2 separate regions of the Hordeum vulgare genome follow, and region 1 is linked to region 2. The links are chromatin contacts, called in public Hi-C maps. All regions are on one chromosome and are shown on one strand. The core of a region is the stretch at or near the end of the contact, and the rest is flanking DNA. Distances in the headings are between cores, read along the strand shown. Region 1 holds the start of LOC123408784 (ENHANCER OF AG-4 protein 2-like). Region 2 holds the start of LOC123409857 (cold-responsive protein kinase 1-like).

Region 1 (5,283 bases), core at 223-2,722, 730 kb before region 2:
TCTTAAATCTCTTAGCCAATAAATCATCCACGGTAGAATTGGCAGTTAGAATACCATTAAACATGACGACAAAAGGAGCTAGTAACTAATGAGCACGAGGACGGTCTTACATCTCTTATACGATAAATCATCCACGGTAGAATTGGCAGTTAGAATACCATTAAACATAGCGACAAAAGGAGCTAGCAACTAATGAGTGCAAGGACGGTCTTAAATCTATTATCCAACAAATCATCCACAATAGAATTGGCAGTTAGAATACCGTTAAACATGGCGACAAAGGGAGCTAGTAACTAATGAGCACGAGGACGGTCTTACATCTCTTATATATGATAAATCATCCACGGTAGAATTGGCAGTTAGAATACCATTAAACATAGCGACAAAAGGAGCTAGTAACTAATGAGCGCAAGGACGGTCTTAAATCCCTTATCCAACAAATCATCCACAATAGAATTGGCAGTTAGAATACCGTTAAACATGGCGACAAAAGGAGCTAGTAACTAATGAGCACGAGGACGGTCTTACATCTCTTATATATGATAAATCATCCACGGTAGAATTGGCAGTTAGAATACCATTAAACATAACGACAAAAGGAGCTAGTAACTAATGAGCGCGAGGACGGTCTTAAATCTCTTATCCAAGAAATCATCAACGGTAGAATAGGCAGTTAGAATACCGTTAAACATGGCGACAAAAGGAGCTAGTAACTACTGAGCATGAGGAATTGAGGATGGTCTTACATCTCTTTGGTGCCAAAGAAGAGGACAAAGAACTTGCGCGGGGTGGGCTCCTGATTCCAATCCTCTGGCCTGCTCACCTGCATAGACAAGTAGCATTAACCCCCAAGACTGAAGCACATGTCAGTATCCTAGACATATCAAGATTCAGGCAGGCAGAGATGTGGCCAAGAAAGATGCAGAAAGGGAGGGAACTGGCTCGCTATGGGGGGAGAAAAACCCTAGGTAGCAGGCAGGGGAGGAGTGTAGGCTGGACCTTGGCTGGCCAGAAAGGGTAGCCCTTGACCTTGGCGAGGACGAGGTCCCCGAGCTGCGGCTCTCTGTTCCATTTGACGCTCTTGGCGCCCCGCCTTGCGACGGGAGCCATTGGGCGGTGAGGCCCTAGGCGCCCTTCTTCCCCAGCGTCCGCCCGCACCCCGTTGAAGAGGAGGGGCCAACGGGGGAACCCTAACCGGCGAGGGCCAGGGGAACCCTAGCAGCTCGCAGTGCGGCACGAAAGGAGACCCTAGTCGAAGGGAAGGGGGAGGGTAGCGGCGGCCGCCGTGAGGGTTCCTACAGCGGTGGGGGGAGGCGATGGCGGCGGCGGCGGCGGCGGCGATCGAATCCGTGCGGTGGTGGAGTGGATTACTGGGTTGCAACTGCGATTCGGAATCCTCCTCCCCTCCTCGCAATTTTCTCCCCTCTGCTCAATGTGGTGTGAATAACCAGACGATGTGAATAACCAGGAGGAGGGGGGGAAATCGCTCCTTTTTCTTCCGCCTGGACCTCGTGGAGGGGGAGAGGTGTCACGCCGGCGGCACGCCGCACGATCTGGATCAGACGGCCGCGGTAGGTTGTTGATGCGGCGCCGTTCGGTTTGGAGAACACCTGGGGCTTCCTTGTCTCTTTCCGGTACTCGTTTATGACGCTGGTGGTGCAAATACTTTCTCTACCAGCTCAGCGTTTTGTGTTTCTTCCTCTCTTTTTTTCCTTTTGGGCTAAGGACATGAACATAGACACCTTTGCCACAAGATGCCAACTTTACCTACTACAGTACTATGTTACATCAAAAATAAAAACTATTGTATTTCATCAAGATGAAAAGAAAGAAAAACACAAGGATGCAATTCGCCAACCAAAGGTGCAAATGGTAATCAAAACATATGGATTTAGATCTAGAACCAAGGTTGCGAGAGTTCGAATTACCTCCGTTCCTCGACAAAGTTGATGTTGATTTTGCTCATGGCCTTCGTCTTGCTTTATCATTCCACGAAGCGCCAACCATTGATAGGGATGAGCCGAAGTATACAAGTAGGAGGCGAGGATGTTTTGAAAGGTCGAATGCAACAATCCGGCAGTAAATACAGATGCTGGAGAAGGAGGGGAGAGGCGGTTAGGTGTACACTAGCTACGTCGGATGAATGTGGAGACCGGCTAGTGAGGTTGCGCCCCTAAATCGATCGTCGTGGTTGGGACCTATCGAAGAGCGAAGGGTTGTGGAGGAACGATGGAGGGGGGTGGCTTGATTAATATGTGAGGACTTTTTCTCTATTGGTATCTTAACTTATATAGCCACGTCGAAATATCTCACTATTGTCACTAGCCCAAAAGTGAACCGCACCGAAAACCGCTGCAGGCGCACATTGTTTTACGGAATACTCAGGTCTCTCTCCGGTTGGTGGACCTCAAATTGTTAAAATGTCGTCAAAAATGTAAATCATCAATATGTCATTGGTTTGGCCAGAACAAATCAGAAAAGGGGCACTTCGACATGATAAGATGTCGAGTCGAAATGACTCTCATGAGCTTTGAAGCGAGAACAAAAATATATGTAAAGGCATTTAGTCGAAATGACTCTCATTAGCATTTGAATACGGATGTTTTGCAACTAACACATTACTCCTATAAAGGATGGTGGTGTATGTGTCTCCATGGGCTCTCGGCGATCGAAACGAGTCTCTTGGACGTTGATCAGTCTCCAATGTATCTATAATTTTGTATTGTTCCATGCTATAATATTGTCATCCTAGGATATTTTTTGGGTGTTTATATAACAATTAATATTATTTTTGAGCACTAATCTATTAACCCAGTGCCACTTGATGTTTTCCGCATGTTTTTGGCTATGCATGTTACACTATCAAACCAAGTCCAATTGCTCCGAAAGTTTTTTATGATTTTTCTCGACCAAAAGAAGACCTGAAAGCTCCAGCAAGAGGTCGGAGGCCACACGAGGGGCCACTGCACATCAGGGCGCGCCCACGGGTTGTCGTGCCCTGTTGTGTGGTGGGTCCCCCTAGCGCCTCGTCTCGTTCCTCTTCGTCCTATAGATTCACAAATATCCCAAAAACCCTAAGGAGCCACCCGAAACACCTTTTTCGCCGCTTCAAGTCTATGTTCCACCGTGAGGCCATCTAGGGTCCTTTTTTGGTGCCCTGTCGGAGGGGGGTCAATCACGGAAGACCTCTACATCAACCTTGCTGCTTCCATGGTGATGTGTGAGTAGTTTACCATAGACCTACGAGTCAGTAGTTACTACCTACATGGCTATCTCTCTCTCTTGATCTTCAATACAATGATCATCGCATCTTCGCTTTGATCTATCTGATGTAATCCTATTGTGTGGTGCGTTTGTTGGGATCCGATGAATTGTGGGTTTATGTTCAGATTATTCATAATAAAGATATGAGAATTTTCTTAATTCTTATCATGGTTCTTATTTGCATGATTATGATAGCTTCGTAAATCTCTCTGATCTATTAAAATAGTTTGGCCAACTAGATTGATATTTGTTCAGTGAGAGTTGTGTGTTGTAGTGGGTTCAATCTAATGAGTTTCTATATCCCAACGACAGATAGGGACAAGATACGTCTTTGTATTGTTGCCACTAAGGATAAAACGATGGGTTTAATTCATATTGATTGAGTTATCTTTATCTATATCATGTCATTGTTCTCAAAACATTACTCTATTTTACTTAATACTCTAGATGCATGCTGAATAGCAGTAGACGAGTGGAGTAATAGTAATAGATGCAAAGAGGAGTCAAGCTATTTGTTTATTGACGTGATGCCTATATATAACTATGCGCTTTTCTGTCAATTGCCCAAGAGTAATTTGTTTACCCACTGTATGCCTACTATATGAGAGATGCCATTAGGGAAAACTACGGTCCCCGGGTTTATTCACTTATAAGTTTACAAACGTTACAATTTCTTTTCTACCTTTATTTACTTTTCTTTTCCTTTGCAATTATCAACTTTCATCTAGACACTTTACTTGCTTGCAAGTAACGAGTCCAATGGGATTGACAACCCTCTTGCCCGCTTTGGGTACAAGTGTTTGCTTCTTTGTGTGCAGTCGTTGAAGACGGGGGTTGCCTATTACTCCTATTGGTTCGGTAAACCTTGGTTCTCTATTAAGGGAAATACTTACCTATATTGTGATGCATCACACGTTCCTCTTCACGGAAAACCCAAAGCATATCACAAGTATCGGGAAGGATTTCTGACGTCGTTGCCGGGGGTATCACCAACCTACTATCAAGTAACTTCACACAAATTATCAATCACTTGTTCTTCTTTTTATTTGTTTTAATATTTATATTGCTTCATATAAATCAAAAATACAAAAAAAAATACCTTTGCTAGCCACTACTTTACTTCTTTGCTTGCTAGTTTACTTATCCCACTGTTACCTTGTTTGCTCGGTCACCATGTCTCAAGACACTACTAAGTTGTGGGACTTCTCAAATACTAATAACAATGATTTTTTAGTACACATATACCACCCACCACTAGTGCGGAGTCATGTGATATGAATGTTGCATTGCTGGCTCTTGTGATGAAAGGTCAATTTTTGGGAAGTCCTAATGAGGATACAACTACTCATCTTAATACCATTGTTGAACTTGGTGATATGCAAAAGGAAAAGGACATGGATAATGATATTGTGAAGTTAAAATTATTCCCTTTCTCTTTACGAGATAAAGCTAAATCTTAGTTCTCATCTTTACCACGTAATAGTATTGGAACATGGGATAAGTGTAAAGATGCCTTTATTACGAAGTATTTTCCTCCTACTAAGATCATCTCCCTTAGAAATCAAATTATGAATTTTAAACAACACGACCAAGAACATTTTGCAGAATCTTGGGAGAGGATGAAAACAATGATTCGAAATTGCCCTACTCATGGTTCAAACTTATGGATGATTATTCAAACTTTCTATGTTGGGCTAAACTTTGTTTCTATAAATTAATCTTATGGACTTTGGTGCACATGGTACCTTCATGGAGGTGACCTTAGGAGAGGCCATCAAACTTCTGGACAACATCATGACAAACTACTCTCAATGGCATACGGAAAGAACTCCAACTGGTAAGAAGGTAAACTCTACCGAGGAAATCACTACTTTGAATGAAAAAGTTGATGCTCTTATGAATATGGTTGCTAGTAAAAAATGTTCATGTTGATCCTAATGACATGTGATATGTCTCCAACGTATCGAGAATTCATGAAGTATTCAAGCCATATTTGCCTATGTTTACAATACTTTTATA
Region 2 (5,112 bases), core at 389-2,888:
GCGTGAGCTCTTTCTCCCTCACCCGGACATCCTCCCTCTCCAGCATCTCCAGCACCTGCGGCATCGACGGCCGCCGTTGCGGCGTCGCCTGCGTGCACAGCAGCGCCACCTTCATGTACCTCACAGCCTCCTCCTCATTGCACCCGTCTTCCATGGCCGGATCGATCATCTCCCTGAGGTTGGCGGCCTCGTAGAGCTCCCACACCCTCTCCACCAGCACCTTGTCCCCCTCGTCGGATAAATGGAGGCTCCTGGAGCTGCTCTTGCCGGTGACGGTCTCCAGCAGCAGCACCCCGTAGCTGTAGACGTCGGCCTTCTTGGTGAGATGGCCGTACAGCGCGTACTCCGGCGCGAGGTACCCCGTGGTCCCCGCGACGCGGGTGCTGACGTGTGTGGCGGCGTCCGGGAAGAGCTTGGCGAGGCCGAAGTCGCCGATCTTGGCGCCGTAGCCGGCGTCGAGGAGGACGTTGCTGGCCTTGATGTCCCTGTGCACGATGGGGCCGGACGCCATCTCCTCGTGCAGGAACGCCAGGCCCCTGGCGACGCCGACGCAGACGCCGCGCCTGATCCCCCAGGTGAGCCTGGCGGGGTCACCGGCGGAGGCGAGGAGGGCGCCGTGGAGGCTGCCGTTGCGGAGATGCTCGTAGACGAGGATGCGGTGGCGGCCCTCCACGCAGCAGCCCAGGAGGGACACCAGGTTGGGGTGCTCCACGTTGGCGATGACGTCGATCTCGGTGAGGAACTCCGTGGTGCCCTGCCGGGAGTGCGCGGACAGCACCTTGACCGCCACGTCGCCGCCGCCGTCCCGCAGCGCGCCCTTGTAGACGGTGCCGAAGCCGCCTCGGCCGATGTTGTTGCTCCGGTGGAAGTTGTTGGTCGCCGACCGCAGCTCCGCGTAGGAGAAGAGCCTGATCTTCTTCTCAGATGACAGTCCTGAAACCAAAGCTTATAGTCAATTCGACCATCGTCGCCATGCGTTCTCGTCCAGAATGAGATAAATGACAAGTGAATTGGGGGAATGGAGAAGAGAACTGTTGCTTACTGCCCATGGAACGGGAGTAGAGACCGGAGGCGTGTTTCTCTTTCTTGCTGGAAACACGGAAGCAGCAGCAGCAACAAGGCATGGCGACTCATATAAACACACGGCACCAGAGAGAGTTTCTTCCTAGCTTAGGATCAGACTAACTCCTGTATGGAGAAGAAGAAGAAGAAGAAGAAGAAGAAGAAGAAGAAGAAGCCGGTGGTGGTGATTGATCAAACATGGAGAAGAAGAAGAAGCTGGTTGTGCCGCATCGGAAAAGTCGAATGTAATAATACGAAGCTCCCTCGCACTAACCGTCCGAGGGAGAGGGGGAGCGACAGAAAATGATGCCTAGCTAGGAGGTTGGAGGTGTTGTGTATGAACGGAGGCAGCATCCAGCAGCCTGCTATGCGTATTCTGCTTTGTTTGCTGGTGCGCTAGATCAATTGGTCCCGCGACCGTGTATCTTTGACGTTGACAACAATGACAGGTAGGCAGTTCTCATTTCAGATGGCCGGCTTGTTGATCAGTTGACCTGCAGTACATACAGGAGCTTTCACACGAATCATTAGACGGCCGCCTACCGAACTACAAGCATATCCAGCGCTTTGTAAATTTACATACAATCTTTTATAAACTGCAGTTCAATCAGACCCCTTCAGCCTGAAATAGTTCAATCACTACTTCGTGTATTCTCACAAATATTGTTCGTGTTGGCTGTTGACCACGACATCACCCAGCACGTTTTCTTAGGATTATTCACTTAGCAGCCACACAGGCAGGAAATACGTAGTACTACCATCCATTGCTTTACGCCAGTGCTCACATCACCATGATGAATTGATGACCACCCTTCGCATCATTGCTAGTAGTACGAACAGACTCCCTGAGCCGAACCCGTGCTTCGTTGACTTTGCATCATGGAGTAACAACGGAAACCGGTACCAGTACTACCTACGTATCCATCCGGTACCCGATTGCCATCCCCATCACAAACAAAGAAACTTCATCGACACTACTAGTAGAGGTCTTTTCCACCGTAGCCAGGCACCAACTGCCCTCATTCCATTTCCACCTAACAACGAAGTTAATACGGAGTATTAGTATAGTGCGTATTATTATGGTCAAAGCCATTCACCCAAACCATCTTCCTCTGGTAACACTACTACAGTAGTACACTACTAAGGTGGATCGACGCAGCAGAGAAGCTTTGATCCATCAGGGGCCCTGCGTGAGCCTCTGCAGCTGGCTCGTGTCGCCCAGCGTCTCCATGAGCAGCGGGGGAGCGTACTGCGCCTCCCCGTCGTGCTCCTCCGCGTCCTGGCAGAAGGACAGGATGATCGTCTCCACCGACGTCTCCACCACCCCGAAGAAGAGCTGCGCCACCACGTACCCAAGCGCCCAGCACAGCTGACAACCAAAACGTACATGCATTATATGTCAGTCGGTTAGCGAAGTTTTTTCTTTACCAAAAAAAAGGAACACGTCAAGGAGACTGATAGATGAGCGCAAGGATGGATTTTTTTGGTGTTTATTTCTACTTTATGTTTGCACATACCAAAATGTTTAACCTTTTTGCCGACATTTTTTTATGTAGCATCTGGATGTGACAAAGAACACACAGAATTTTTGTTGTAAATTTTTTGACATCTCAAAAATTATTTTCCGCGCGCAGGATCACGCGCTCCTGGGAGCACCAATGGATTTCCGACAAGGATGCCGCTTTGCTTACCAGCACGGGGAAGAGCGGAGACGATATCTTGTTGTGAGCAGACCTGTACTTGTGGGTGTCCAGCATGAGGAACGCGAACAGCGCGCTGGACAGGCTCACGCACAGCTTGCCAAGGTAGAGGATCACGTCCCCGATCACGTTCACCTTTCCGATGCGCAGTATGTTATTCATTATCAGCCCCATCGCGAGCTCGGACGCCTTGCAGAATCCTTTCCCTGTAACCGCAATCTGCACCGGCAGTTCATGGTGTTAATCATCACAGCCACACAAGACAGTTCTAACAAGGGGGAGCTAAAATAAACACATGTACCGTACCACGATATAGGCATTCCGGTTCACTGACTTGATGGTCCAGTCTATGCAGCCCAAGCAGCAATGAGATGACGATGACACTGTCTTCCCCAAGCGGCTTTCACCGGTCGAATCAACCCCCTTCAGCCTACGGCGGAGCCACTTAAGTATAAACCGCACCCACTCTACGCTGGATACAACCAGTGAGCCTAGGGCCACAGATCCAAGGCTGTAGCGCAGCAAACGCTTCAGGGAAGACACCACGGTATGGAATGGTATGTCATGCTGCATCACAACATTGTGCCGTGCAGTCAGTCGGATGGAAAACACTACCTTCTAATGGTAAAAACATGACAATTAACTCTAGTTATTTGCCGGTCTAAGGTTTGTGTGTGGTGCTTACCGATATTTCACCACGCGCCCAGTAGTATGAAGCAACTGATCCAGCAATTACAGTCGAAGAGCATGCAATGAAGAATTGTGTTGCCCAGTAACAGCCGAACAGGTGGAAAAGAATTGCAATGCCGATATGAGGGGTGTAATGGACACTGTATCCACAACAGCTGTCGCAATTTACTTTTCCCAGCTTGAGATCAAATGAGCAGCACTCTGCATTGCAATCATTTTGTACAACTTGACCAGAGCTGAAAAGATACAGTGTCGCCGCAAACCAGAACATATAGATGATAGCAAGGGCGAAGTATGGTACGACCGGAAAGATGATGAGTGCATGGACTTCACCAATGACCTTTGCAGCCACCTACATACAGTTCATGCTGATGAGCGCTCAGATGATACAAGCAAGAAATACACAACACATGTAAGCTAGCACCCATTCTTTTGCAAAATGCGAGCTGTAATCCCGCACAGCTTATTGCGGGAAATGGTGTGCATGTCAAGCTAGTGGATTCAGCACCATACGCACCTTTAGGACGGTTGTGGATGTCGCTATCAGTATACGCCGGACAATAGCTATTGAAGTCAGGAAAGCAATGATCATTACCACTGTCATCAATACAGCAGCAGCCTGAAGGTGGTTTATTTCCTGGTGAAGAGATAAATGATGAGATAACGAGAAGCTTAGCAAAGATAGTATTAAAAAATAATAACAGGAGGTACAAGCATACCCGTCCACCTATGCTGACATATGGATCACTTGGACCAATCACAACAGTTAAGGGATCATTGCCAATCCAGCCAGCTGAGTACATAAAATAGTCCAAACATATGAGATTACGTTTAAGATGATGTGTCCTGATAAAGAACACATGACGCCACTTTTCCCCCTATAATAGTATAGTAGTACTTATTATTTAGAAGTCGGGAAGAGCATCCTACCCTTTATATAGAAGAACATCGTGACTGATATTACAAGGGCATTGAAAAGGATCACTGTTATCCATGGCATCCCAGCAACAAAATAGCGGATCATCGCTAACCAGATCAAAGATAAGAAAAGGGGGAGTAACCCCCCACAAACGATTAAGACAGGCCAAGACTTCCCAATATCTGCAACATATCTCTGCAAAATAAGGAAAAAAAAATATTAGTTCCAAGAATCTACATATACACAAGCAACCATGTACATAGCTCTCAATTTTATTTTATATTTTGCAGGAGCATATTTATGAAATTGAATCTAACAAATGTAACCGAGTAATATCAATCACATGTGGCTGCTACTTTGTTTGAGCAACACATGTGGCTGCAAGTGTTTCCTTACTGATGGATCATTTAATGTTGTGTAACTTGTAGTGAAATAATGTTGACCCATAGAAGAAAAGTGTGCTTTAACGATATATGGACAGACATGTTGGATAGGAACTCAGGAAAAGTATATTTCATGTGGAACAGATAAATGTACCGACAGTACAAGTAGTACCAAAACAAACCTTTAAGACAGAAGATTTATAGTTGATGGTATTGTGAATTGTGTTATCTATTAACATGTTTTCATCAATGCTGACACCACCCATCTGCTGCCAATGCTTCAGAGAGACATTGGATGGCCGTGCAATAAACTGGCAGCTCCAGTAGACTGCAGTGACAGAAAGAGATCAAATTAGGG

Evidence for each region. Hi-C and Micro-C count contacts between places; a contact is called where the count stands out from the background.
Region 1: a Hi-C map of seedling shows a contact between it and region 2, with 6 times the contacts expected there. The contact joins the promoter of LOC123408784 here to the promoter of LOC123409857 in region 2. A contact is called at or near these places in 3 of 6 Hi-C or Micro-C datasets (leaf and seedling) and 1 of 1 datasets of contacts at active chromatin or transcription factors (embryo).

Annotation. Positions count from the first base shown.
Region 1 is chr7H:447,668,028-447,673,310 of MorexV3_pseudomolecules_assembly, reverse strand. LOC123408784 (ENHANCER OF AG-4 protein 2-like) reads right to left here and starts at 1,472. Exons shown (of 13, transcript XR_006612787.1): 1 at 1,000-1,472; 2 at 747-823.
Region 2 is chr7H:446,939,658-446,944,769 of MorexV3_pseudomolecules_assembly, reverse strand. It overlaps LOC123409857 (cold-responsive protein kinase 1-like), which reads right to left and starts at 1,638. Exons shown (of 2, transcript XM_045102727.1): 1 at 1,043-1,638; 2 at 1-933. The coding sequence starts at 1,124. LOC123409855 (choline transporter protein 1-like) reads right to left here. Exons shown (of 10, transcript XM_045102725.1): 3 at 4,937-5,082; 4 at 4,383-4,566; 5 at 4,172-4,245; 6 at 3,970-4,089; 7 at 3,448-3,804; 8 at 3,069-3,329; 9 at 2,754-2,981; 10 at 2,052-2,431. The coding sequence ends at 2,240.